Regions from separate parts of the Zea mays genome. Here regions 1 and 2 are each linked to region 3. Evidence: chromatin contacts called from public Hi-C data. All regions are on one chromosome and are shown on one strand. The core of a region is the stretch at or near the end of the contact, and the rest is flanking DNA. Distances in the headings are between cores, read along the strand shown.

Region 1 (3,377 bases), core at 653-3,152, 140 kb before region 3:
TAAATCAGTGTCATGTCAACTAAGCTATTCCCTTGTCAAGGAACCACAAGTATCTTCTCATGTTCTTCCTACAGAACCAAACATAGAATCAGGCGTTGGTTTTTCAGCAACCTGATAAGACCCACCCCCAACGACAAATCCCGCACTACATTCTTACCCAGAATGAGGATGGAACAAATTTTGAGGGCCCACCATGTTATGCACATTAGAGGCCATTCCATACCAAATAACCAAATGAAGTACCTTATTCACACAAATGAACATGAACAAGTGTGTGCTTTACAATTGTCACTGAGGCGTGAACATGGGGCACCTTAGCACTGCAATCCACGGAGGAAAAGCTATTTACAAGGACACAAACATCCAAAAGCACACTAAATGGCCATTTCATCTTCACCAGAACATTTGGTGATTGGCAACTTGGGGGCACTACCAGTTTTCCTTCACAATCTTTGACTTCTCGAATATGAATTTTCCTTCCTTGTATTTCTGCGTCTCTTCATATGCTCTCACATACTTCCAGCCCAACACCTCACGGCAGTCATTACAGTAGATATCAGCAACTGTGTGTAGCCCTGTCATGAGGTGTCTATCCTCCTTCGCCCCCACAACTACGTTCATGGCATGAGAGAACAGAAACGCACGGCCATTCCTCCCCTAAAACAGAAAAAAAGGAAGAAGGCATCATCATCCAGGCGCCAGCAGAAGACTCAGCTAGTTACAAAGAATTTTCCAGTCCCTAATGACACAGAGCTTACAAATTGTTTCAGACACAATACTTGGGATCCTGGTTTTTGGTTGTGCGTTCAGCACCAAGTCAACGAGAAGGTATCCAGTATTCCATTCTTCCCAGATTCCCAAGCTCCCATTTGGGAAAAAAGGATATCCAAATGTGCCCGGAAAATTATAAATAAAAATATGAATGGATAGGTGATGCAAAGTTTAGTTTTTTTAAATATCTATTAATGGATAGGCTCTGTTTGGTTCCACCCAACTCAAGTTTAGCTAAGGCCCTGTTTGGTTTGGGGTGACTAAAGTTTAGTGACTAAAGTTTAATCACTTTTAGTCTCTAAATAAGCAAACATGGTGACTAAAGTGAGGTGACTAAACTTTAGTTCTTTAGTCACCAAGGAGTGACTAAATGGAACTAAAGTAGGATTGTTACCTTATTTATCTTCTACACTTTCTTCTTGCAGCAAACATCCACTAATTAATAGGGATAATACAGTCATTATTCACAACAATTAATGCTCTTTAGTCTGATTTAGTCACTAGAACCAAACGGTGTGCTTTAGTGACTAAACTTTAGTCTAGTGACTAAAAGAACCAAATGTATTGGCCAGCTAAAGGTTAGCTAGCAATGCGGTGTTTGATTTACTAGACCTAGCTAATACAAATAAAAAAGACAGATATAAGTATTCTTTTGAGTGTATGACCTACGGAAGGACTCTCGGTTTCGTAGAGAACAGAGGTGTCCTGGTAATTGCAGAACCTCCTAAGAAACAACTCGCCCGGTAGTGAAGGAGAGGTAATTGCGGGGAGTTCGGACCTGAAAGGCCTTGGAGATGACGTCGTCGTGAAGGCAAACGTGGTTCCGGCAAGTGCAGCAACTGTAGACGCGCGGTCCCACAAGCTCCGCCATGGACCGACGCTGTCCCGCGAAACCTCGACTAGGCCCCGACCACCCAATCCTGCAATCCAAGGGTCGGAACACCAGTTCTTTCAATTCAATTACATTTTTTTTCCAGAACCGAAAACCGCATCGATGATGGGAGAAACATGGTGGACAAGGAACCGCTGGACCCCCAAATCCGAGCACGGGAAAGGGAGGAGCGGAGGACGTGAGGGTGAGATTAGCCTGTAAGCGCGACGGAGGTACTCACCGATGCGGCGCGGAACGGTAGGCGCGCGGAGAGTAGCCGATGTGAGGGAGGTGGAGAAGCGGGTTAGAGAGAGACGGCGGCAGGGCAGGGGGTTGGCGTCGGAATCAGGAGTGAGATGGTGGATTAGGGCATGTACAGCCCACATACATATATTAAAAACACATACAGTAATACAGACAACACAAAAAGACAAATTATATAATAAGTTATCTATTTACGATGTCTATATAGTTTTTAATTCATATAATAGTCTTTATTGTAGTTTTTATGGAGCTGCTGCTGCACAAGTACACGATAGGCATCCTTTGTTGCCGTCGTCGTACACCGGTTGTTTCACGGTCTTCTTAGCATCGGACCACGAGCCACGACACGGCTACAACCTCTTTCTTCACTAACTACATGCCACATTGGATTATTGCTTTTAATCATCGCTTGCGTGCCTGTTTATAGATGGCACATTAACTTGTGTTGTAGGGAAATATAGATGTCTAGATGGACCGTGCCAACCAAGTGGTCTGGAACCGATAAGGATTGACGGGCCGCAACATGACACATTATGTTAGAAAATAGGTTTGTGCTGACTCGATCGATTTACGTGTTGTGTTTGGGTTATACAGTAAACACGATATGTTGATCGTACAATACAACTAAATTGGTCGGTCTGTGAAGTCCACACCCCACTGTCGTATGAAACCTGCCCCTCGTGGCGGTCCCACGCTACCCTTCGCCCTTCTGCTTCTAACAATCCCTTACCCCTCCTCTCCCCCTCTAAGGCGGCGAGCTCCCTCACTCCCTCCTTAACGCCTTCGACGCGGCGACGATGCCTGCCTCCCCGCCATTGCATAAAATCTGCCCTGGCACTCCCTCGTTCGGTCGCCCTCCTTCTCCTAGCAAACTCTAACCCCCTCCTCTTATCCCTTCGACGCACGAGCCAACAACGTTGTCCCTTGCTCCCTCCTCCTCATTGCCTCCGAAGACATCTTCTCTTCTCTAGCCACTCTCCTCTTCTCTGTCACATGTAGATCAAGATCTGGTGTCGGTGGCCTTCCTCTTCTTCGGTGACGGTGGACTGGATCTATGTCAATGGTGTTCATGCCATGATGTGCTTCCTGTTAGGCCATCTATTTTGTTTGTCTTATCTACCCTCCCACTCCTACCTTCCACTCTACCTCTGACCTCTACTCCCCGCCTCTCTCTCTAGCTGCCTCATTGGCTCATTCTCACTACCTTGTTATCACTTTTTATCATGGTCATCTTGTTCGCCATAGGTGGTTTCATTGCTCCTGTCTAGCTACGCTCTCGCTTCTCGACTCCTCACCAAACCCTAACCCTAACTAATTGTCTCTTGTTTCCTCTCACTTGCAGATAGCGAGGAACTGATGTGTTGTCGATGGAGGGTCGGCATGACCTAACCTCCATGAACTATGAGTTCAAGATGATGGGGACAGACATAGGATGACGAGGATGACTTGCAAGCTAGGCGGGATGACCTAT
Region 2 (3,383 bases), core at 878-3,377, 160 kb after region 3:
ACATAGGAGATAGATCGGGAGATAATACCTCCATGTGCATGTTAGCAACATCTACATCATCAAGCCCAGGGTTTTCAGCATCACTTGAGTCCACACTCCTAAATAAATTATATAAATATCAAATACTTGGATTACAAGCAACATAGATGTTTCATGTCTTGAATTTAAATATACGACATTGGTAGAAACACATTAACTAGCCTAAGGATAAAGAGCATACCAAGAGCGACTTCTGTACCTTGTGCTTGAGTAAGGAGAGCGAGATCCATACCTTTCGCTTAAAAATGTGCTTTTTTAGAATCAAAGCACATGGCTTCAAAAACACAGATAAATGTGCTAAAGGTAAATGGTTGCTTTGGAATTGACATGGCACTAAAAAGGAAAAGTTTTAGTTGTACCTAACACCAAATAATATATATGAGATAACCACAACTGAAACTATAAGAAAGAAAAATTGCCACTAATTAAAGCATTCTATGTAGTATCATTTCAGACATTAAGGCTAGTACAACATTACATAAAACAGTGGAATTTAGCACAAAGTTTATACACGGGGAGAATAGATATTTTACATAATATGGTTCTGTCATGAAAAAACTTACTTGATTGTCTGTCCCAACAAACCCAGAAAATTGAGATATGTTTCCCTTTAAAAAATAATTCTGCAGAGAATCAACATAAATCTTTACTCTGAATTATCATAGCTGCAAAGGCGTTGTAGGCGACCGCGGGGAGGGGCACGACCTGTCTTGGGTGACAATACAACTTTCATCATCAGCTAAAGCAAGGTCCCCAGCGCAAAAACTATTTACAAAAATATCTGTCGTCCTCTGTCGGACAAGAGCGTCTCTCAGCGTAGTACCAAATTTTCCTCTACCGGGAAAAAGGCGAAGAAAGAAACTAACAGACAGACAGTCATTAAAAGCTCCGGCGACTATGCTCCCGCCTCCGTTGGCGATGAGCAGTTCAGGTCGAGATCGAACACGGTGGGCTTCCTCGCCGACACAGCGACCGATGGCGACGGCGACAGATCCACTACCGACGAACAGTCCGAGTCGCTCTACGCCACGGTGACCGTCGACGCCAGCTTGAGCACACGACACCCTGCTTCCGCGGTGGCTGCGGTCTGCCCGAAAAAATAGTACAGGTGCGTAACGGGGATGCTGCCAAAAGGGAAGCGTACGACGGCGGCGCCCGTGCCCGTTCCCGCGGCCGCCACGCGGTGGAACAGGTCCAGCTTGAGCGACGGCAGGAGCGGCATGGGCGCCTACGCATCACCGCCGCCGCTGACGGGGAGGGGGGGAGATGCCGTCTGGCAGTGGCATGCGCCGTCCCATCGGTGCCTGGCCCTGGCTTGCGCTCGCCTCGGCGTCGGTGCCGTGGGTTTCCACTGCGACCCTCCTCCATGTAGAGTGGAGGCATTGCCCCCGTCGCCGAGGTCGGTATCGTCGTCCTCCATGGTGAGGGGAGCGACGGCCGATTCGGCCGTTGGCTTGTGAGCGGGAGAGGAGGCGGAGGAAATGGGGAGGAGGGAGAACCTGCTGTAAATGAATAGTGGGAGAGGAGGCGAAGGAAACTGGGAGGGGGCACGGACTGCCAACATGCGGCCACTCATCGGAGACTGTATGGATGGGAGAGGCAGAACCATGGTGCACGCGGTCTACACTAAGATCTTATAGAGTAGTAAAAATTAGGGACAGAGGCGGAGGGCCCATTGTGGCTAAGTATAGCTTAAGCCATACCTAATTGAGAAAGACGATAATAATCACAAATCATATAATTCACAACTCGCACTTGCACTTTAAGTATTAAGAAGTCATTTAAGTATAATGATAGACAAATGCAATTGTCTAGATCTCCAAGACTTATCTAGGAAAATTATAAGTATAATATTGTATTATCTATTTTTTTACTGCGCACATGTTTCTTAACAATTTATTCTAATTTTAGACAATGTTCTACTTTTATATATGTTTGTGCATTTTTATTTTGCAATTTAATTGGTTTGTGTGCTAAATATTATACGAAGTAGAGCAATACCAAAAAAAATTTATCCGTCCTCCGCCACTGATTAGGGAGAAGATAGAGTTGAGAATCATAACAGAGAAGCCTGTTAAAACGAGTGTCATAATAGAAAAAAAAACTCCAAATCGTTCCCGACAGCACGCGACCGACCCGTGCTCCGCTTCACCATATCAGCAACTTCCCCTCGTCTGCCTCGGCCTCGGGCTCGCATCCGCCCTCGACCTCGGCCGTTCTTCCTCCTGTTCCCGCCGCCGTCCGCCGCCGCCGCTGCTTGGCGGCCGCCTCTCTCACACCCACCGCAGTGCGGGCGACGAGGACCCCATGACTATGATGACGCCGCCCCCTCTCGAGGTACGTGCTCTCATACAAAAGCTAGCTCGCCCCGATCTCCGCGGCCAGCCCCCCTCGCCGCCGCGCCGATGAGGGTGCTCGGGTGCGCGCCAAGGTTTACGCGCCGAGCTGGATCTGACTCCTCAGCCCGCGCTCTTCCCTCCTCGCAGCAGCAGCAGGGGGACGAGATGCTGGTGCCGCACCAGGAGCTCCCTGTCGCTGGCCCAGAACCTGCCCCACAGCCGATGGAAGGTGAGGACTTGAGCCTTCTCTCGCCCTCTGTGCTTGTGTTGGTGTGTTTATGTGTTTCAGTTCTCGTTGATGTCATCTCACACGTGGTGGTTGCTGTCGTGGTTGCTGCTGCTAGTTGTTGCGCAGACAGAACCCGCCAACACAGCGGAGACCCAGCCACCCGAGGACCCGCAGACGTCGCGCTTCACCTGGACAATTGAAAGCTTCAGTCGTCTTAACACTAAGAAGCACTACTCTGATGCGTTCGTCGTTGGAGGATACAAATGGTGACCTTTTGGATCCCTTGCCACTGTGACCGCTACTGGAAGCATGGGTAGATGTCTGGAGAGTTTTAATGGACGTGCTACTTTTTGCTTGCAGGCGTGTGCTAATTTTCCCCAAGGGGAACAATGTGGATCACTTATCGTTGTATTTGGATGTTGCGGATTCTGGGAGCCTCCCATATGGGTGGAGCCGGTATGCTCAGTTCAGCTTGGCTGTTGTGAATCAGGTCCACCCAAAGTATACAATTCGGAAAGGTATCTCTTTCTTCATTTAATGGTCTTATGCTTGTCTTGTGAATGCCATTCCATCATGGAAGTTTTAAGGGCTATAATTTACAAGTCTTCAACTGAGCTGGAACATGATGAGTCCATTGCAGCTATTTGATCATTGACACTTGTCAAACTTTTATCATGATAGCATGATGTTATATCTGGAATGAGGTGCACATTCTATTTGCCCATAATTACAACTAATATACAAAATCATAGACAAGGGTGAATCTCTTTCCCTAT
Region 3 (3,526 bases), core at 66-2,565:
ACTCATCTTGACCAAACGCTGGCTGATGTGGCAGATTTGTTGGGTAATCAGCCGATGTAAACAAAGAGTCTGCAAAAAGGAGTCCATCCCTGGATCCAACAGTGCCAGAGTGAGCAGAAGAATCAGCAGCAGCATTACCAGTGAGGCTCAATCCCATGTTACCAAATGCAGATACCAATGCCTGCTCATCAAACAAATTGGCATTGTCCATTATGCCCAGACCATTCCAGTTACCTCGCGCCATTGCTATATCATGCTGAGCAGGGATCCTTTCACTCATAGGAACCCACCCTGCCTCGAGAGAAGAACACCCTGCAGATTGTTCCCCATAAAACATGGCTCCAGTGAAGTTGCCAAGGAATGGCAGATTGTCCTGATTACCCGGGGCTTCGTCCATATCAGTACCAGAAGAGTCCACGAAGCCAAACTCGATCACACAATGCAGGTAGTTTCACCAACACTACGGCACCCAGAGTTACGTGTGACGCACGGATAACACAAAATCACCTAAATGATCACAGGAACAATGACAAAAAAAATCGTTACCAAATAAAAAAGAAAGCGTTGGTACGAAATCCGGCACGAAGACAAGAGCAGGAGACAGCAGGGTGTCTGGCGAAAACGGGGAATTGTCACATGGCCATAGAATTTTGGTGTCCAGATGGCAAGGAGGACAAAGTACCTATGATCACACCAGCGCTATGAATCCCAAAGAATCCATGAACACAGAGAAAACCGTGAGTATTCTCGGTGAACAGAACAACCAAGAGTAGAAGATTTCGCTACTGAATCCTTGATCGTATTGCGCTCGCGCAAAGATGACCCCAAAAAAAATGGTCGGTGAAACTGACGGCAATCCGATGCCCACGAAACCCACCCGCACACGCCAAGATCGCGAAAAAACCCGATAAAACCCCCCCGATCACGAGAACGCGTCGCCAGGAACCTAAGGCCCCGCCGCGAAAAACCCGATCTTGGTCACAACCGCGCGATCAAACCGATCCGGAGACACACGTGGCCCCGATCGACCCAGGCAAGAGACGTCACAGGGAGAGAGGTTAGTAGTAGATGATTACCAGGAAAGGCTGAGGGGAGCACGCGCATTAGCCGGAGCGCCGCCGCCGCACGGTCGAGTTGCCTCGGGGAGGGCGCGCCGCCGGGGAGAATTGGGGGAGAGGCGGCGGGTGGAGGTGATGATTTTGTGAGGGATTTTGAGGGCAGGGCAAGGCAAGGCTTACGCGAGAAGGAGACGAAAGGAGGAGAGAGGGAGAGGGAGAGGGGAGAGAGAGCAGAGGAAGACGGGGCATTTGTTTCCGGGGAGGGCTTTGGTTTCCTTCCCCCTGTTCTGTTTCGTGGCTCCGTGATGAACGGGTGGACGCTTCTGCCCCTCGCTCTCTCCGCAGCTGGGATCTCATCTGGGGGCAACATGCAGTCAGAAAAGTTCGTGGAGGGGGGGTGACACATGACATGATGCTACTAGCCTGCTGCCATGCAAGCATGCACGGACTGCATGCAGCCCCAACCGCAAGTTCTTCAAACGAGAATAATACGAGATTATCAATACAAATCGAATAGTGCTATTTTTGCTCTCTACCATTTTTTTGAAAGAAATTATATTATTATACCAAAGATAATTCTGCAGTCACTTTTTTTGGCTTCCCTATATGCCTATTGCTTTGGCCTTAAGATGCGCATTCTACGTGACCGTATCACAGTACTCACGTTTACAACAGATTCGAGGATGTCATCCATGGTGAGGGTATTATAGTCACTTCTCTACTTGTTTTTAGTGCATCGTGATGCATGGACCAAGTCACTTTTTTCTCGTAGATTTCTCTCTTGCTAAACACTACACAACATGCCAAGGCATTTCATCTTACAACATGATTTTATGTTTGCTTTCTCTCATGCTACAATTTTAGTGATGGATTTTTACTGTATTGTTATCGGTATTGTTATGTCTTTTTGTGTTCTGCTGTTCCCCGGTGCCCGCGGTGGCTGCTTGTATCAAAATGCTCTGGTTGAGTCTTTTCAAATAAAAATAGATTGATTTTGAGTGTCTTTTGACTCTAGCTCGGCTCATCAAGCTCTATTTGAAGTTGGGTCTCAAATAACTTAAGAGACCATGATAAATAGTAGTATATCATTTTTAATAAAAAAAAACATGACAAAAGTAAGACCTTGTTCGGTTATTCCTATAAATTGGATGAGATTAAAAAAGTTAGTAGATATGTTGACTTGCTATGGATTTAAACCTATCAAATCACCTCAAATCCACATAGAGATTGGAGTGAAACCGAACAGACCTTAAGTAGGGTTAGCTCGTTATCCATCCCACGCGCGTGTTGTTAACTGTGACAACGTTTCATCTAGAAACTATCTATCTCTCTTAACATGCAAAATCATTAAGGGGGTGTTTGAATGCACTAAAGCTAATAGGTAGTAGCTAAAATTAGTTGGAGACATCCAAACACCATAACTAATAGTTCAACTATTAGCTATTATTAGTAAATTAGCAAATTACTTATTAGTTAGCTAATTCTACTAGCAATTTTGTAGCCAACTATGTATTAGCTCTAGTGCATTCAAATATCCCTTAAATATACTGGTATGTCATTACTTTAAATACAAATAAACCCCCGACTAAGGTCCGGTTCGGTTTGCACGGATTGGAGCTCTGGAATGGTTCCTAGCCGGATTACTTCTCTAATTTATATAAATTTTGATGAGTTGGAACGAATCCTATTTCAATCCTGAAAAAACGAACATGCCTTAAACCGGCTTGCATAAAGAAATTAACATATGGCCCTCTGTACGTATTGTTTAAAGACACTTGTTATTTACTCCATCTCCATCCTAAAATATAAAGTATTCTGCGAATTTCAGGATGTATTATTACGTGATAAAAAAACAAATTGACATATTAATTAATCTCGCGTGTTTTGAGCTTGGTAGCAGATGCATATGCATGTGATTGGTGCTCGAGAAAAGAATATTAACCTAAAGTGCCATATAATCTTGTGTGGGGTTTTAAACACTTTAATATCATGATCTGTTTAGTTTACACGTAGGAGAGAAGTTATTGTGAATGTAGAAAAAATTGCAAGTTGCAGCTGGGTGCAAGCTGCATGCAAGGTGTAAAACCTACTACCCACTCTCTGATCTCTCTGTATATCTAAAACAAGTGTGAAACAAACAAGTATCTGTGTTCACACTCATTAAAAAATAGAAAAAACACCAAGAGCGAAAAGCAAATATAAAGTATCCTGCGAATTTTAGGATGTATTATGTTTTTTTTAAAAAGCTCAACCAGACACAAACTTAAAACATAAATGAATGTGAAATCTCTCGCATTAGCAGTACCTTCCTCGATCGGTTGGTACTTTAGAAGCAGCACCGATGGATTCTATCCCGGCTTTTTTTAATGGCTTTGCTTCCCCACCGTGTGTTCCTATCTGGATAATTTTTTTTTGTTTATTTGGCTTCGTAGATGGTATGGTATACACAAAGACAATTAACAACGACC

Evidence for each region. A called contact is a pair of places that touch in the nucleus more often than the background predicts.
Region 1: a Hi-C map of endosperm shows a contact between it and region 3, with 3 times the contacts expected there. The contact joins the promoter of LOC100280486 here to the promoter of LOC100193627 in region 3. A contact is called at or near these places in 4 of 25 Hi-C or Micro-C datasets (ear, endosperm, leaf and 1 more).
Region 2: a contact with region 3 is called in a Hi-C map of ear, with 3 times the contacts expected there. The contact joins the promoter of LOC100383306 here to the promoter of LOC100193627 in region 3. A contact is called at or near these places in 4 of 25 Hi-C or Micro-C datasets (ear, leaf, tassel and 1 more).

Annotation. Positions count from the first base shown.
Region 1 is chr10:13,436,898-13,440,274 of Zm-B73-REFERENCE-NAM-5.0, reverse strand. LOC100280486 reads right to left here and starts at 1,902. Exons shown (of 2, transcript NM_001153406.1): 1 at 1,550-1,902; 2 at 221-657. The coding sequence starts at 1,642. The coding sequence ends at 430.
Region 2 is chr10:13,131,893-13,135,275 of Zm-B73-REFERENCE-NAM-5.0, reverse strand. It overlaps LOC100383306 (ubiquitin carboxyl-terminal hydrolase 12), which reads left to right and starts at 2,127. Exons shown (of 31, transcript XM_020545177.2): 1 at 2,127-2,376; 2 at 2,526-2,607; 3 at 2,723-2,873; 4 at 2,968-3,125. The coding sequence starts at 2,347. It also overlaps the pseudogene LOC118473509.
Region 3 is chr10:13,295,581-13,299,106 of Zm-B73-REFERENCE-NAM-5.0, reverse strand. LOC100193627 (Pumilio homolog 12) reads right to left here and starts at 1,315. Exons shown (of 6, transcript NM_001309886.1): 1 at 1,077-1,315; 2 at 1-507. The coding sequence starts at 397.